Linked DNA regions of Muntiacus reevesi: region 1 is linked to region 2. Evidence: chromatin contacts called from public Hi-C data. All regions are on one chromosome and are shown on one strand. The core of a region is the stretch at or near the end of the contact, and the rest is flanking DNA. Distances in the headings are between cores, read along the strand shown.

What was found. A called contact is a pair of places that touch in the nucleus more often than the background predicts.
Region 1: a contact with region 2 is called in a Hi-C map of muscle, with 3 times the contacts expected there. The contact joins the promoter of SH3RF1 here to the promoter of CBR4 in region 2. A contact is called at or near these places in 2 of 3 Hi-C or Micro-C datasets (blood and muscle).

Annotation. Positions count from the first base shown.
Region 1 is chr17:1,278,873-1,286,174 of mMunRee1.1, forward strand. SH3RF1 (SH3 domain containing ring finger 1) reads right to left here and starts at 2,639. Exons shown (of 12, transcript XM_065907954.1): 1 at 2,515-2,639; 2 at 566-1,048. The coding sequence starts at 958.
Region 2 is chr17:1,070,447-1,077,467 of mMunRee1.1, forward strand. CBR4 (carbonyl reductase 4) reads right to left here and starts at 5,769. Exons shown (of 5, transcript XM_065908146.1): 1 at 5,457-5,769; 2 at 3,608-3,728; 3 at 2,851-2,987; 4 at 63-197. The coding sequence starts at 5,598.

The DNA of each region.
Region 1 (7,302 bases), core at 1,389-3,888, 210 kb after region 2:
CTGTTGCTACAGCAACAAAACTCTGCTACCTGTGGCCATGATTTGTTAAAAATTCCTCCAACCAGAAAATTCTGTGCTGTGCATTCATAAAACCCACAGAATGGCTCCAAGCCACATAAAAATTAAAGCTCAATTTCCCACTTATGACCTACCCACACACCTATTTATAATATGCAAACACATATGCACACATACATGCATAATTATGACTCTTCCAATGCAATCAAAAAGGTAAAGCCACAACACATTTCCACTTTACATTCGACAAAAAAAACTGCTGTGTTTTAGATTTCACTGAATAATTGCTACTGTTTCTCAAAATTTATCTTAAAAGGCCATAGAGGCCCACCATCCAGGAGAGAATTCTAAAAACAAAACCACTTATTATTTATATCCAATCTCATTCCAAAAAAGAAAAAAACAATTTCTGACACATAATTTCCTATCTGCTCCAATGATGTGGCTCCTTCAGCCATGAGTTGATGTAGAAAACACCCAAAGAATAAAGAAGACATGCGAACATCTGCTCGGAACAACCACCGCACTGCCTCCGCAGGCTACTCACCCTCACCGGGGGGCTCCAGGCTTGCGCCCGCGGCTGGGGTCCACCCTGTGAGCTCGGGCCATCTTTGGGGCTGCAGGTGGCCACAGCACTGCTCTGAGCCCTCAAGGCGCTGGTGCAGTTGGTGCCACTGCCCCCCACAGGGCCGGGCTTCCACGGCCGCTGCTTGATGCCGTCCAGAAGTCTGACCAGCAGGATGTTGCTCGGAAGCTGCTCCACACCCGAGCCAACCAGAGTCCGGCACTCGGGACATCTGAGTTCATTCCGGGAACCGACGATGCCCAGCAAACAGCGTTTACAGAACGTGTGCTGGCAAGGTAAGACCTTGGCAGAGGCATCCAGCCGCTCCAGGCACACAGGGCACTCCAGCAGATCCAGCAGGGCCGACTCATCCATCTTCCTCTAGTTCACCCAGGGAAACGCAGCAGTGACACGCATACTTGTGTGCAGCTCTCAAAGTGCCTCATGTAACATCCATGTCAGACGCTGCTCTGGGGCCCCCGGGGAAGAGGAGGGAGAGACAGAGAAGGAGCACCATCACTGGGGGGTAAAGGCACAAAGAAGAGCCAGGAACCCAACAGCACACAGAAGTGCTTCCTGAGAGGACCAAGCTTAGCTTTGGAATACATGGCGCCTGAGCTCCAGAGTCAACAACTGGAAACAAAATAGGCTTTTTAAGCAGTTCACACTAAATCCGTGAAGACATCCAGTTCACCGTGCTGGAACAGCTATCAAGTACCACAGGGGACTCTTACCATAAACAGGACTTATGAAATGCAATAGAAACATAATTTCTCTGGCTCTCAAAATGAAACCTGAGGCCTTAACTAAGTCGTTAACTTATCTGAGAAGGTGAAAGTGGCAAATGAACTGTTTCCTCCACCTGAAATTCCTTTTAAATCCAACCAAGTTCCCCAGCATTCAAGCCACTTTGGTGGTTAAGAAACCACTCCTTGAGTGGTTCGCTTGTGGCAAATGATCCCAGTATTAAATACATATGTTTCTTCGCTGGTCTTAAAAATAGAATTGTTTAATCTTGCCCAAGGAAAACGAGATGAAGGCTGACAATTCTAAAGGACACACTGAAGATGGGCCTGAAAGCAGCTCAAATATAAACGTACCGCCCTTCAGGGCAGCGGCTGACAAACTCGGAAGCGATTTCTGAACGGCCTGTGCTAATCCCATTCAGAAAATCTGGCAAAATTATCACCCAAAGAATTTGAGAATGGAATGCTGGACTGGGAACCGCGAGCAGAATATGAAAATGGGGCCATTCAGGAAAAAGCATTCAGAAAAGAGCCTGCACCGCTCTCCTCGACCCCTGGTTCAGTGTAGGCGTGCCCAGGAGAGCCAGGTGACGGTGTGGATGCGGGCGGGGGCCTGGCCGTCGCTCCGGTCGCCGCTGGTACTGCGGGCCCGCGTGGACGCCGGGCCAGGTGCCCGCGCCGCCAGTGTAGACGCTCCCGCGACCAGAGGCAGGGGGCCGCCCTTGCAGACGCCGCGGCCAGGTGCCCAGGGCGGCCCTCGTCGACGCCCGGGGCCAGGTGCTAGGGCCGCCCGCGTAGACGCGCTCCGGGGCTGCTGCTAGGGCCACCCGCGTAGACATCCCGGGGCCAAGTGCCGGGGGCCGCCCGTGTAGACGCGCCCCAGGGCTGCTGCAGGGGGCCGCCCGCTCAGACCTCGCGCCCCGGCCGGCGGCCGGGAAGGCAGGGCCGGGCCGGGTGGGTCCACCCGCCGCCTGGCCGCCGCCCCGGGCCTGGCCGGACAGGAGCCCCGCGCCCTCGGGAAGTTTCGGGTCTCAGGAGCGCCCGCAGCGCCGCGTCGCCAGGTCCGCCCGCCGGGCGTCCAGGCGCCCGCCGCCGCAGTGCCCGGGGCCGGCCGGCCGACCCTCTCCAACCTGGCCCGGGGGGCTCGGGGCTGGGGGCTCGGGGCGGGGGGTGGGGGGGTCCTACCTCAGCGCGGCGCCCTCTTTGTCCGCACGCCCCGCGCTCTCCCGCTCGCCCGCCTCGGACGCCGGGCAGCTCTGGGCTCCGCTCGTCGCCCGCGCGCTCCCGCCGCCGCCGCCGCCTGCCTGGCCCGGGGAGGGGGAGGGGAGGGGGCGGGGCCGGGCGGGAGGGGGAGGAGCGCTGGAGAGAAGGGGCGGGGCCGGGCGGGAGGGGGAGGGGAGGGGCGGGACCGGGAAGGAGGAGGCGGGAGATGGGCGGGGCCTGGAGGGCGGGGCTGGGCGGGAAGGGGAGGTGCGCGGGATGGGGCGGGGCCGGGAAGGAGGAGGGGGAGGGGAGGGACGGAGAAGGAGGAGGGAGAGGGAGGAGGAGCAGGGAAGGAGGGAGGAGGGGCAGGGACGGAGGGAGGAGGGGCAAGGAGCGCCGCCCGCCCTCCTCCGGCGTCGGGGCCCTGCTGGGGGCCGGGGGCCGGGGCGGGTCCCGGGAAGGGCCGTGAAGGGGACTCGAGCGGCCGCCGCAGAGGCTGGGAGAGAGGTCTAGGAGGGACGCGCTGGCCGCAGAGGAGGCGCGGGCGCCGCTGGGTTCCTGGACACAGACCCTACCGCGAGCACTGGGACCGGGCCAGGACCCGGAAAGCGGGGCGGGCGGGAAGCCCAGCCCTGGACCCGGGGTCAGCCTGGCCGGAACCAGCCCCGAGGCCTCTGCCTACCTTCGCTCCCCCCACCCCCGCACACACCTGTAACGCCAGACACACACCTGTTAACCGAAAGGTCCTTTGAAAAAACGTCGTGCACAGGCGTGGGGGGTTGTTTCTCATACTCAGTTTAGAGGGAAGATAAGTTAAAATTTTGTCATTGATCTCAAAATTGTCATTTTATTTGCATTACCGTCCACTCAACAAACGTTTTTCCCAGCTACCCTTCCTCAAAGGTGTGCAGAATATAAGGAGAAGTGGGGACACGTACTCCTTTGCGAGAAACCGCTGTCTGCCCTTCACCCAGCCCAACCCTCTTAAGGGAGTCCTTAAGGGTCCTCTAAGGTCCGGCTGGGGCCACGGCAAAATCACTGCGGACAAACGAGAACCACCCGAGTAAGGACACGCCGTGACCCTGCAGTCACCGCTCTCTCACTGACTGCGGTCACTGCTTGACGTTTGAGATACGGTCAGGTCCTCACTGCTGCCCTGTCCACTCCCTCCGCGGGGGTGTTAGTCGCTCAGTCGTGTCTGACTCTGTGATCCCAGGGACTGTGGCCCACCAGGCTCCTCTGTCCATAGGATTTTCCAGGCAAGAATACTGAAGTGGGTAGCCATGGATGGAACCCACTTCTCCTACAGTGCAGGCAGGTTTTTTACCATCTGAGCCACCAAGGAAGCCCGTTCTCTCATTAGCTTTGCGCTAACGGTTGAATATGCGGACAGTCTACTGCATGAATGCCAGGAAGGACAGGCCACTTGCCCTCCATTAGAAGGGAGTGAATACACATACAGAAGATGGATAAACGAGGTCCTGCAGTACAGCACAGGGAGCTGTTTGGTATTCTGCGATAAACCACCATGGAAAAGACAACTTAAAAAGGGTGTCTGTGTATGTGTAATAGAATCACTTTGCTGTACGCAGAAATTTACACACCACTGTAAATCACCCATACTTAAGTTTCAAACTATTGATTAAAACAAGAAGTGAGCAACGTCAAAGGTGATGAAAGATGTGCAGAGAGGCAAAATCAAGCAGCAGAATGAGGGAGCTATGGAAATGATTTGGTTTTGAGCATTGCTGATTTCAAAGCAAACTAAGTTATTTCAAGTTGTTCATAACACACTGAATTGTAAAATGTAGATACTATTTGAAAATGTTTCATTTTTAGCTCCTAGAATGTGTATTTATCTGACAAATAAATGTAAACCTTAATAAGAAAAAAAATAACTACCTAGTTTGGAACAGTAAAAACATCTGCATATAATAAAAAATGAAGTGAACAAATATATACCTGCATTTGAGTTGAGAAAGACAAGGGGGGACATGATCAGAACAGACCAGTTTTAAACCACTAATCCACCAAGTCACCCTGAAAGTGACTACTTAGTCTATCAACTTCTGCATCTGCAACATGTTGGGTGAAGGGAAGGCTGATCGGACAGTTACAGTCAGTAAGTAGGTAAATATTACATGTCACTTATGGTTATTAAAACCAAAACTCAGACAGGTTCACTCACCACAGCTAGCCACTTTGGACTGAGACTCAACCTCATGTCTAGATTCCAAGTCCAGTTTCTTCCTGCTGTGCCAAGGATGTCTCTCGAAGATCACCTCAGGCACACCTGAGCGTGCTGTGTGACCTACAAGGGAAAGCTGACACTTAACCAGGTAATGACTATGGAGACCAAAGGGCAATTATGTTTTATTTTATTCTTGTTTTAGTTACTTGTTTGTATTTAGAGAACAGTACACAAGGTCCGGGAGGAGGAGGGCATGGCAACCCACTCCAGTGTTCTTGCCTGGAGAATCCCATGGACAGAGGAGCCTGATGGGCTACAGTCCATTGGGTCACACAGAGTTGGACATGGCTGAAGCAACTTAGCATGCATGCATGCACGCGCACAAGGCCCTGAGTGGAATGGTCCAGCTTTTGAAACTCTAGACCAGAAAATGCCTAGCTGCACCCCTTATCAAGGGCTTCCCTGGTGGCTCAGTGGTAAAGAACCTTCCTGTCAAGGCAGAAGACTCTGGTTCAATCCATGGGTGGGGAAAATCCCCTGGAGGAGGAAATGGCAACCCGCTCCAGTATTCCTGCCTGGGAAACCCCATGGACAGAGGAACCTGGCAGGCTGCAGTTCACGGGGTCGCAAAGAGGTAGACAGGACTTAGTGACTGAAAAACAGCAACCCATTATGAAAGACCTGGAGATTGTTTGGGATACAGGGATGAAAGATGTTCACACAATTCCAAAAGTGTCACCTGGGACACTGGTGACACAAATGGCTCAGTTCTTTCAATATCCCTTCTGCTCATTCACTCTGTTTTTAGAACACAATTCTTTCATTAGTTTGAATTATTCCAACATGTACAGTAAAGCTTTAGGTCAATTATTTGAACTTCTTGAGCCACCGTCCCTCTGTCAAATGGTGGGGGGGAAAATCATACCTTTCCTAGACTGTTGTTGAGCATTCTGTGAGGCAGAGCCCTGGTTCTTTATAACTTGTACATCTCTTTTATAGTAAGGTATCATCATTATCTTTATAATCACCTTGGAAAGTTATACTTGGCAAAATCCTTTCTTCCAAGGGTCTTTAAGAAGTCTGCAGCAACATTAATAACTGTAAAATTCTGTCAAGAGAATAATATAGGTGAAACGAGGGTTAGGGAAAGAAAAACACGTTCATCTGACCATTTCTGGGAACTGAACCTGAAGGAGAGGATGTACACATGATATACACATGGCCCCTATGACTCTGAGCAGATACATGAGAAATAAACACGCCCTGACATGATAATGATAGCTGGGATTCATACAGTTCTCATCCAACCAAGACTTCAAAGTGTTATCCCAAACACTATCTCATTCGTCTTCTCAGCATCCCTCTGAAGTGGTGAAGACAGATATAATCATTCCCCAGTTGCAGACGGGAAAAGATGAGGTGTCGAGAAGCTCCTGCTGGCAGTGATGATGCTTTGACACAAGTCAGACTCTTCCATTCCCCATCCAGCATGCTCTTTATTGAGCTCTGGTATACATGCTTACACATACAGAAACATGTGTGTCTGCTCACCAAGTTCCTTCAAAACCAATCCCTCCTCCGACCCTCCTACACCGTCAGCGGGAATGTAAAATGGTGTGGCCACTGCGGAAAACAATGTGGAGGTTTCTTAAAACACTAAAAATAGAAGTACCACAAGACCCAGCAATGCCACTCCTGGGTATTTATCGGAAAAAAATTAAAAACCCTGATTAGAAAAGATACACGCACCCCAGTGTTCACAGCTGCACTATTTACAATAGCCAAGATATGGAGCAACATAAGTGTCCATTGACAGATGAATGGATAAAGCCATGAAAAGAATGAAATTTTGTCATTCACAAAACATGGATGGACTTGGAGGTGAAATAAGTCAGAGAAGGACAAATACTGTGTGATATCACTTATATATAGAATCTAAAATATACACAAACTACTGAAGATAACATTAAAAAAAAGGAACAGACTCACAGATACAGAGAACAAACTAGTGGCTACCATTTGGGCAAGGGAAGGGGGAAGAGGCGTTATAGGTGGAGAAGATTAAGAGGTACAAACTATTCACTATGAAATAAACTATAGGGATATATTGTACAACACAGGGACTATAGCAGAATCTTATAATAGCTATAAATAGAATGCTAGTTGCTCAGCCGTGTCCAGCTTCTTGTGACCCCATGGACTAAAGCCTGCAAGGCTCCTCTGTCCATGGGATTCTCCAGGCAGGAATACCGGAGTGGGTTGCCATTCCTTTCTCTAAGGGACCTTTCCAACCCAGGGATCAAACTCAGGTCTGCCTCATTGCAGGCAGATTCTTTACTGTCTGAGCCACCAGGGAAGCCCTTTATAAAATTATGAATCACTGTATTGTATACCTGTAACATATAATATTGTATATCAGCTATATATGTTATATACTATAAAAATATTGAAGCCTCATGTGACCAGACTTATTTAAAATTGAAACGAATCAAAATTCAGTGATGTCTGATGGGAAACACTGTAAAGACAGAAACTAATTCTCCCAACATAAATATATTAAAAAAGCAAGTTGTTGTGCA
Region 2 (7,021 bases), core at 4,519-7,018:
GCTATTATTTTATAAAACCACAGATTCACATAAATTAAAAGAAAAAAGAAGTTTCCACTGACCTGGTGCAACTACATTCACTCTAATTTTCTTTTTTGCTACTTCTTTGGCAAGAGCACGTGAAAATCCGACTAATCCTCCTTTACTGGCACTGTATACAGACTGGCCAGAATTGCCTTTTAGACCAACAACACTTCCTAGAAAAAGAAATGAGAGCAAATTCAAACCACATTCATAGGGTTATTATTCTGCACATTCAGATAGTCTATAGTAAACAAACAAGGTACACACCCTTACCTTGTTCTTTGCTAAAATGAGGAATTCTAACCATTGTCATTTGAGTAGCAAGACTTAGAGTCTGAGTCTGCTCAGAAACAGGAGCCAAAGAAAACTCCCGTAGAACCCGGAGGACTAGGCGGTGGCTGAGAACTGATCCACTAAGTCACAGGAACCCACGCTCATCTCTGAGGAGGGGAAGCATGATAAAAAGTCTACAGAGTTTATAGAGGCTTCCAGGAGGAAGAGGTTAAAACCAGAACCGACAAGCCAGGTAAAGACTGATTTTATGACCTATAACACAGGCACAAAGTTTTTATTTCCAGCTAAAAAACAGTTCATTCGAAGAAAAATTTTACTAAATTTCAACTACTGTTGATTAAATTAGCAAAGCTTCTATTGTAAACTTCTTGTAAAATTGCAATTTAGTTACCTTCAGATATGTATCAACTTGTACTGCCTAATATAAAGATTCTTGGGTGGCTCAATTATATGAATATGAAAGAATAATTTATAACCCAAGTATCAACTGTATGCAAATAAATTCTTGCAGAACAGAAATTGGGGAAGTCATTTTCTGCATCAATGACCTGTATATGTAATGTAGGGTAAAGAGTTAGAGAAGGCGAGGTTTGGGAAAAGAATGAGACTAGCACTGTACAGGAACAGATCACCTTTAATGAGGCAGAAGGGGCAGCAGTGAGATTAGCGAGTGGATGCACTAACCCAAGAAAACAGTAAGCATATAGAGGCATGTATGTGGAAAGCTACTGTCTTAAGGGGGCCTGTTCTTCTCCAAGGTTGTTCGGAGGAGTTATCTCTTAAACGGCTGGGGCAAGGATTTCTGGAGATCAGCCAGAGGCTGGACTGGGTGGGAGCTGGGCATAATCAGCCTTAAAGTCCATTTTTTAATTTGGGTGAGAGAGTTCTTTGTTTTGCATAGAATGGTGGGGAGGACCTGGAGGGGAGTTTTAACTCCAGGCTATTTTGAGCCGTGTAACTTAACTTCATGTAATATAAAAAGTAATCAAGAACTTCATAAAATTTTTGAGAAAGTAATTTAATTTTAGAAAATAAAAACACTCCACATACTTCTTATGATCAGCAAGTCCAAGGATAAAATATTTATCCACATTAGGTATTACATGTCAGTTAAAGACAAAGGAAGAGAAAGGATGAGTACAGAGAGAGTGAGAAAAGTCACTGATCAGACAGAGGAAATGCAGCTGGATAGAGAAAGGGATTTGGGGGAGGAAGAGCAACAAGGAGAAACACAAAAGGAAAAATACAGACTTGGAGGCAAGGCTGAGCAGGAGGCTTGAGCAGCCGAGGTTCCACCACACAGCTGTTCCTCTGCAAAGCAGTAACTTTTGAAATACCAACGTCTTTCCAGAAATTTACAGTAACCTCTTTGGTCATAAGAGTCTCCTAAATTATTTTCAATAGTCTATTTTATTGACTTACAGCACAAGTCTAAAAGTCTGCATGTAAGCAAAAGACTGATATGAGATTTTGTTTTATGTATGTCTAAAAAGGGCATGTTTTAGACTTGAACAAATACACCCTCCTTTCCCAGGATGTGGTAGTATACCAGCTTACAAGAAGCCATATCATTATCTGGCTATGTCAGAAGGCAAAAGTCAACTTAGTTACGAATCTTTTAGAAGAAATCGACCTCTCACATTTTTAAGGGTACATGCCCAAAATGTTCTAATTGTTACTAGCACAATATTCTTTCCTTTGGTCAATATCAAAAAGGAAGCACTCTGTATTCTGGCTTGGAAAGACAGTTCCTGTATTAGAGTAGGGTCACCTACTCGAAGAGCAGCATCCCTTTTTTGTGGCCTATAAGGTATCACGGCTTAAATGGGAGATGGCAGGCATGCTGCTAGTCTCAAACCACCACACTGAAACGAAATTTCAAGTCACTCTGCATTTTAAAGTCTACAGGCACATACTCTACTCTGCCCTGTAGGGCAGGTGACCTGAAGCCCAGGAATTACATAACATCCATTCTAAACACTGAAAAGGTTATTCTCTTAAAGGTTATTCTCTTAAGAAAACCTCCCAGACCTCTGTGCTGGATTTACTAGTGACACACGCAGTCACTGCAGAAGTCATTTTTTAGCCCTCACCAACTACAAGTTTTTCATTCCTTGATCACATTTTGAAAATTTGGTTTCATGTAAGAATCAGGATGTCCAATTTCTCTTAAATATGCAAAATATCGGGTCACACTGAACCATATTTGTGCACAGCAACAACCTGCTGGATCGGGGCTATTCCACACAGCCTCTGGACACCAAAGCTGGGTGCCTGAGGTCATGTGTCTCCCAGCGTGAGCTGTCACTGCCCCAGTGCCCGGTGGTGTCACTCCATAACACCTGCTTGACCGCTAGAAGGATGTGGATTGGTGATTCCTGCTTCACCTATTAATCAGTTAATAAAATCCTTTTTCCATGGATAACAAAGACACATTCTGTCCAAGTTTCACAGGTAAATAAACTGCAAATCAGTTGACTAAATTTCTGTGGTGCCATAGATAATACCACACACGCAGAGGTGAAGACTCACCCACATTCACAATGGACCCGCTCTGCTGTTTAATCATCGTCCTCACGGCAGCTCTACAGGTCAGCATGGAGCCCAGGAGGTTAGTGTGGAGCTGAGACAGCATCTCTTCAGCATTTGTCCTTACTAACAGGTTATCCCTACCAAAAAGCAGAATCAAACCAAAACAATCCCATGTGATTTAAAAATGGGGCAAGACAAATTAAAATCAACAAATAGATAACATTATTTTTCCAGAAGTAGAATATAAGAAGAGCTTTGCCTCTGAGTTAGAACACCTGGACAGCCCATTTTAAACTTGATCTGCAAGGAAACATAAATAGTCACGACAGTGGTCACCTAAAAGGAAGTACTAACTGGGAAGAAAACAAGAGAGTCTTCTGGATTTCTGGTAAAGTTCTTCAGCTCAATATGAGTGTTGATTACAATGGTAAAACTAAACTGTACCCCTAATATGTACACTTTCCAGGCATCATATTATACCTGTACTACACACACATATAACTATTCCAATAGCACACATTTAGTTTAAAGGGGTTTTTTCCCTGTAATAACACTTTGACACACAAAAAACTAAATGAAACCCTTATTATAATCTCAATATAAAACAATGAAAAGAGCGTGCAGCTTGCAGACCAAATTTTAAAATACATACCTTTGCTTCCAATTAGAAGTAAAACAATTTAATATACTAACTCATATTAATCAAAAGAAAATTAGGAGGAAAAAAATTAGAAATGTACTTAAATTTGTGACCAACCTGTTAATTCCAGCTGCATTTACCAAAAAATTAACGCGACCTAAGTTTTTCTCTATCTCTTCAAATGTATTTTGAACATCATGTTCCTTGGCAACATCACAGCTCAATGCCAGATGATCTCCTACACAACAAAATTAAAGTTACAAATAAAGTATACCTTGTTTGTAAACATGATTCAGTACACATTCATCAAACAACTACGATGAGCTAGTGTAGTAGTGTCAATCATTCAGTCATGCCCCACTCAGTAGGGTCTGACTCTTTGCAACCTTTCAGGCTATAGCCCACCAGGTTCCTCTGTCCATGGAATTCTCCAGGCAAAAATATTGGCGGGGGTAGCCATTCCCTTCTCCAGGTGATCTTCCCAACCCAAGGATCCAACCCGTGTCTTCCTGCATTGCAGACGGATTCTTCACCATCTGAGCCACCATGGAAGCCTTACATCTGTTCTATCCAGAACTTGAGATAAAGGACGATTAAGTTCCAGATTCCTGATCTCATGGAGTTCAGTCTAAGAAACTGGATGGAGGAAGGTGGGGAACAAGCAGGAGCAAATTATGCAACCTTAAAACACTTTTTTAATCAACAAAAGTGCGGGAGCACCTTTCTCATGTTCATAACACTTTGTATGAGTCACCTACCAATATTTACAGTTTTGACACTGACCCTATGCCACTTAATTCAGCAGTTTTCTCAGTTTTATATTCCTTTTTTGGAAACTTGATACATTCCCAGTGGCTTAGTGGTAAAGAATCTGCCTGCAATACAGGAGGCACAAGAGACAAGAGTTCAATCCCAGGGCTGGGAAGACCCCCTGGAGAAGGAAACGGCATCCCATTCCAGTATTCTTGCCTGGAAAATTCCATGGACAGAGGAGCCTGGCGGGGCTACTGTCGGTGGGGTTGCAAAGAGTGGGACACGACTGAACACGCTTGCATACATAAGCTTAATGTTTAATTCAGTTACATTCTTGTCGAACTGGTTTCCTGGCTTTGAAATAAACACTACCGTTTTTTCTGTTTAAACTATAGCACAATCTTATATAGCTAGTATTATAGCGTGACTATTAGAAGGGATGAAACAAAGCAAGAAGCCATTTTTTAAAATGTTGAAAGCACAAAATCATGAAAAAAAAAAAATTTACTAAAAACTGTTACCTGGTTTTTAAAGTCCACTTTCTGCGAATGTTTAAATACAAAAAAAAAAAAAAAAATTCAACTTCAAAGAAAGCAATCTTTATCAACATTATACCACTTAACACTGCCATTTTTTTTTTAAAAAAAAGGAAAGGTAAACAATTCTTTGTCTTCTGGCTAACCTTGCGTGGTACATTAACACTAAAATTACCTTCTTAAAGCTCTGGAGGCCTATGTGAAGTCGGGGTGACGTTGCGTAAAGGTGCCCCGACAGTGAACAAGGTGCCTCTGAGCCCAGCCCTCCTAACTCTTAGCTGCGAGCTCGAACCTTCACAGCACCCCGTCTCACTACCAGCCAGAGACTGAAATTCGCAAACCAACTGCGAATCCATTTCTAATAGACAGGAGAAAACGGGACTTAAGCGGAATCTGGCGGAACAATCTCACTGTCCCTTGGTGAAGGTCATCAAGGCATACAGTGCTTCAACGCTGCGGACGCCAGGAAAAGAGCCCACCCACAACCCGGATGCCCAAGGCGGCACTGCCTGCACATGCGCACACGCCCGAGGCGCGGGCCTCCTCGCGAGACCCAAGCACGCCTGCGCCGCCCCTCAGCACGGCGGGTCTGCCGCCTGCGGGCGGAGGGCGCACAAGACGGCTTCTCAGACCCACACCGGCCGCGCAGAGGGGGTGCGACCCCGGTCGGTACCCACCGCCCAGGTCCCCGGCCGCGGCTCTGGCCCCCTCCAGATTCCGGGCGACGATGGCCAGTCGATAGCCTCTCTGGGCCATCAAGCGGGCCACCGCCCTGCCGATGCCCCGGGAGCCTCCGAACACGGCGCACACCTTGTCCATCTGGGACGCGGAGCCGCAGGCCCAGGGGAAGAGGCTACAAGAGACGGCCCTTCCCAACGGCCTCGCAAATTTACACAGCGCGGCACCCTCAAACTGAATCGCGGGCCCACAGCTCCCGCCGCCGGATTGGAACCGGTGCGGGCCCAGAAACTCAGAGCGCCGCAACCGCCAGTCACGTTGGCACGTCGACGTCAGCGCGCACGTGCTCCGGGCGGCGCGCCCCCGGCGGATGCCAACGTGGGCCGGCGGGACAGTACAAGGGCCGCGCTGCACGCTGGGACTTGTAGTCTTGGTGCAGGCGGAAGGGCGTGGGCTGGTGCTGGGAGAGAAGGGTTCCAGGCTCCGGGGGCTGCCCGGTAGGAAGTGGGTCTTGGGCATCGGGGTTGCTAACACACTGGATTCTGGATGTTGTGGGTTAAATCAAGGCCGTGACAGGCAGGGACTCGGGCATGAGGACCTCGGATATGTGCTCCAGGTTGTGTTTGGCTGAGACCCAAAGGAGTGGCACGTGGGTCAGACTCCCATGGGACCCCAGTCCTCCTGTTGTGGAATTTGATTCCTGTGCCTGCCTGCATACCCTGCATTGCATGCAGATTCTTTACCCTCTGAGCCACCAGGGAAGCCCATCAAACCAAAATTTTGGAGTTTGGAGTAAAATACGTTCTATTGCAAGACTCTAACAGGGAAGAACAAATCTGACCCCATATTGGGTCAGTTGTTTTACTATAACCTTTGCAGTCTATGGTTTTTGCTTTGGGTTAGGAATGTTGTCTATAGCCTAAAATATACAGGCGAGCCCATAATCAAGTCCCTGCCCTTTTAAAAGTTAACACTTTTCCCACCAAATAGAGATTTTTTTTTAAAAAAAGTTGTAAAACAGAATAACATTTGTCTTGTAGCTTTATAGGATCTTTGTGACCTGACGTACTTGGACATCTGTGAGAACATGGAATTCTTGTGTCAGGTCTGCAAAACCAGCCATACCTTTAAAAATGGCCTTTGAAAATGCTTTGCTGAAACCCTTCGGTGAGTTTGGGGGTTCCTTGGATACAAGGCACCAGTCTCCTTGCCTAGCCCTTCAGTAAAACTTTCTCTGCTCCAAACTGTCTGCTGTTGGTATCATTGGCCACACTGTGCATTTAGCACAGGAACATGCATTCGGTAACAGTTTTGGCAAAGGTGTTTTTATGGGCAAAATTTCCTAGGAGGTTTGCATAGTGTGTGGAGCTTCCAGGCAGCTCAGTAAAGAGTCCACCTGCCAGTGCAGGAGCCAAAGGATACACAGGTTCACCCTGAATCGGGAAGATCCCCTGGAGAAGGAAATGGCTACCCACTCCAGTATCCGTGCCTGGAGAATCCCATGGGCAGAGGACCCTGGCAGGCTACAGTCCAGGAGGTCACAAAGAGTCAGACACAACTGAAT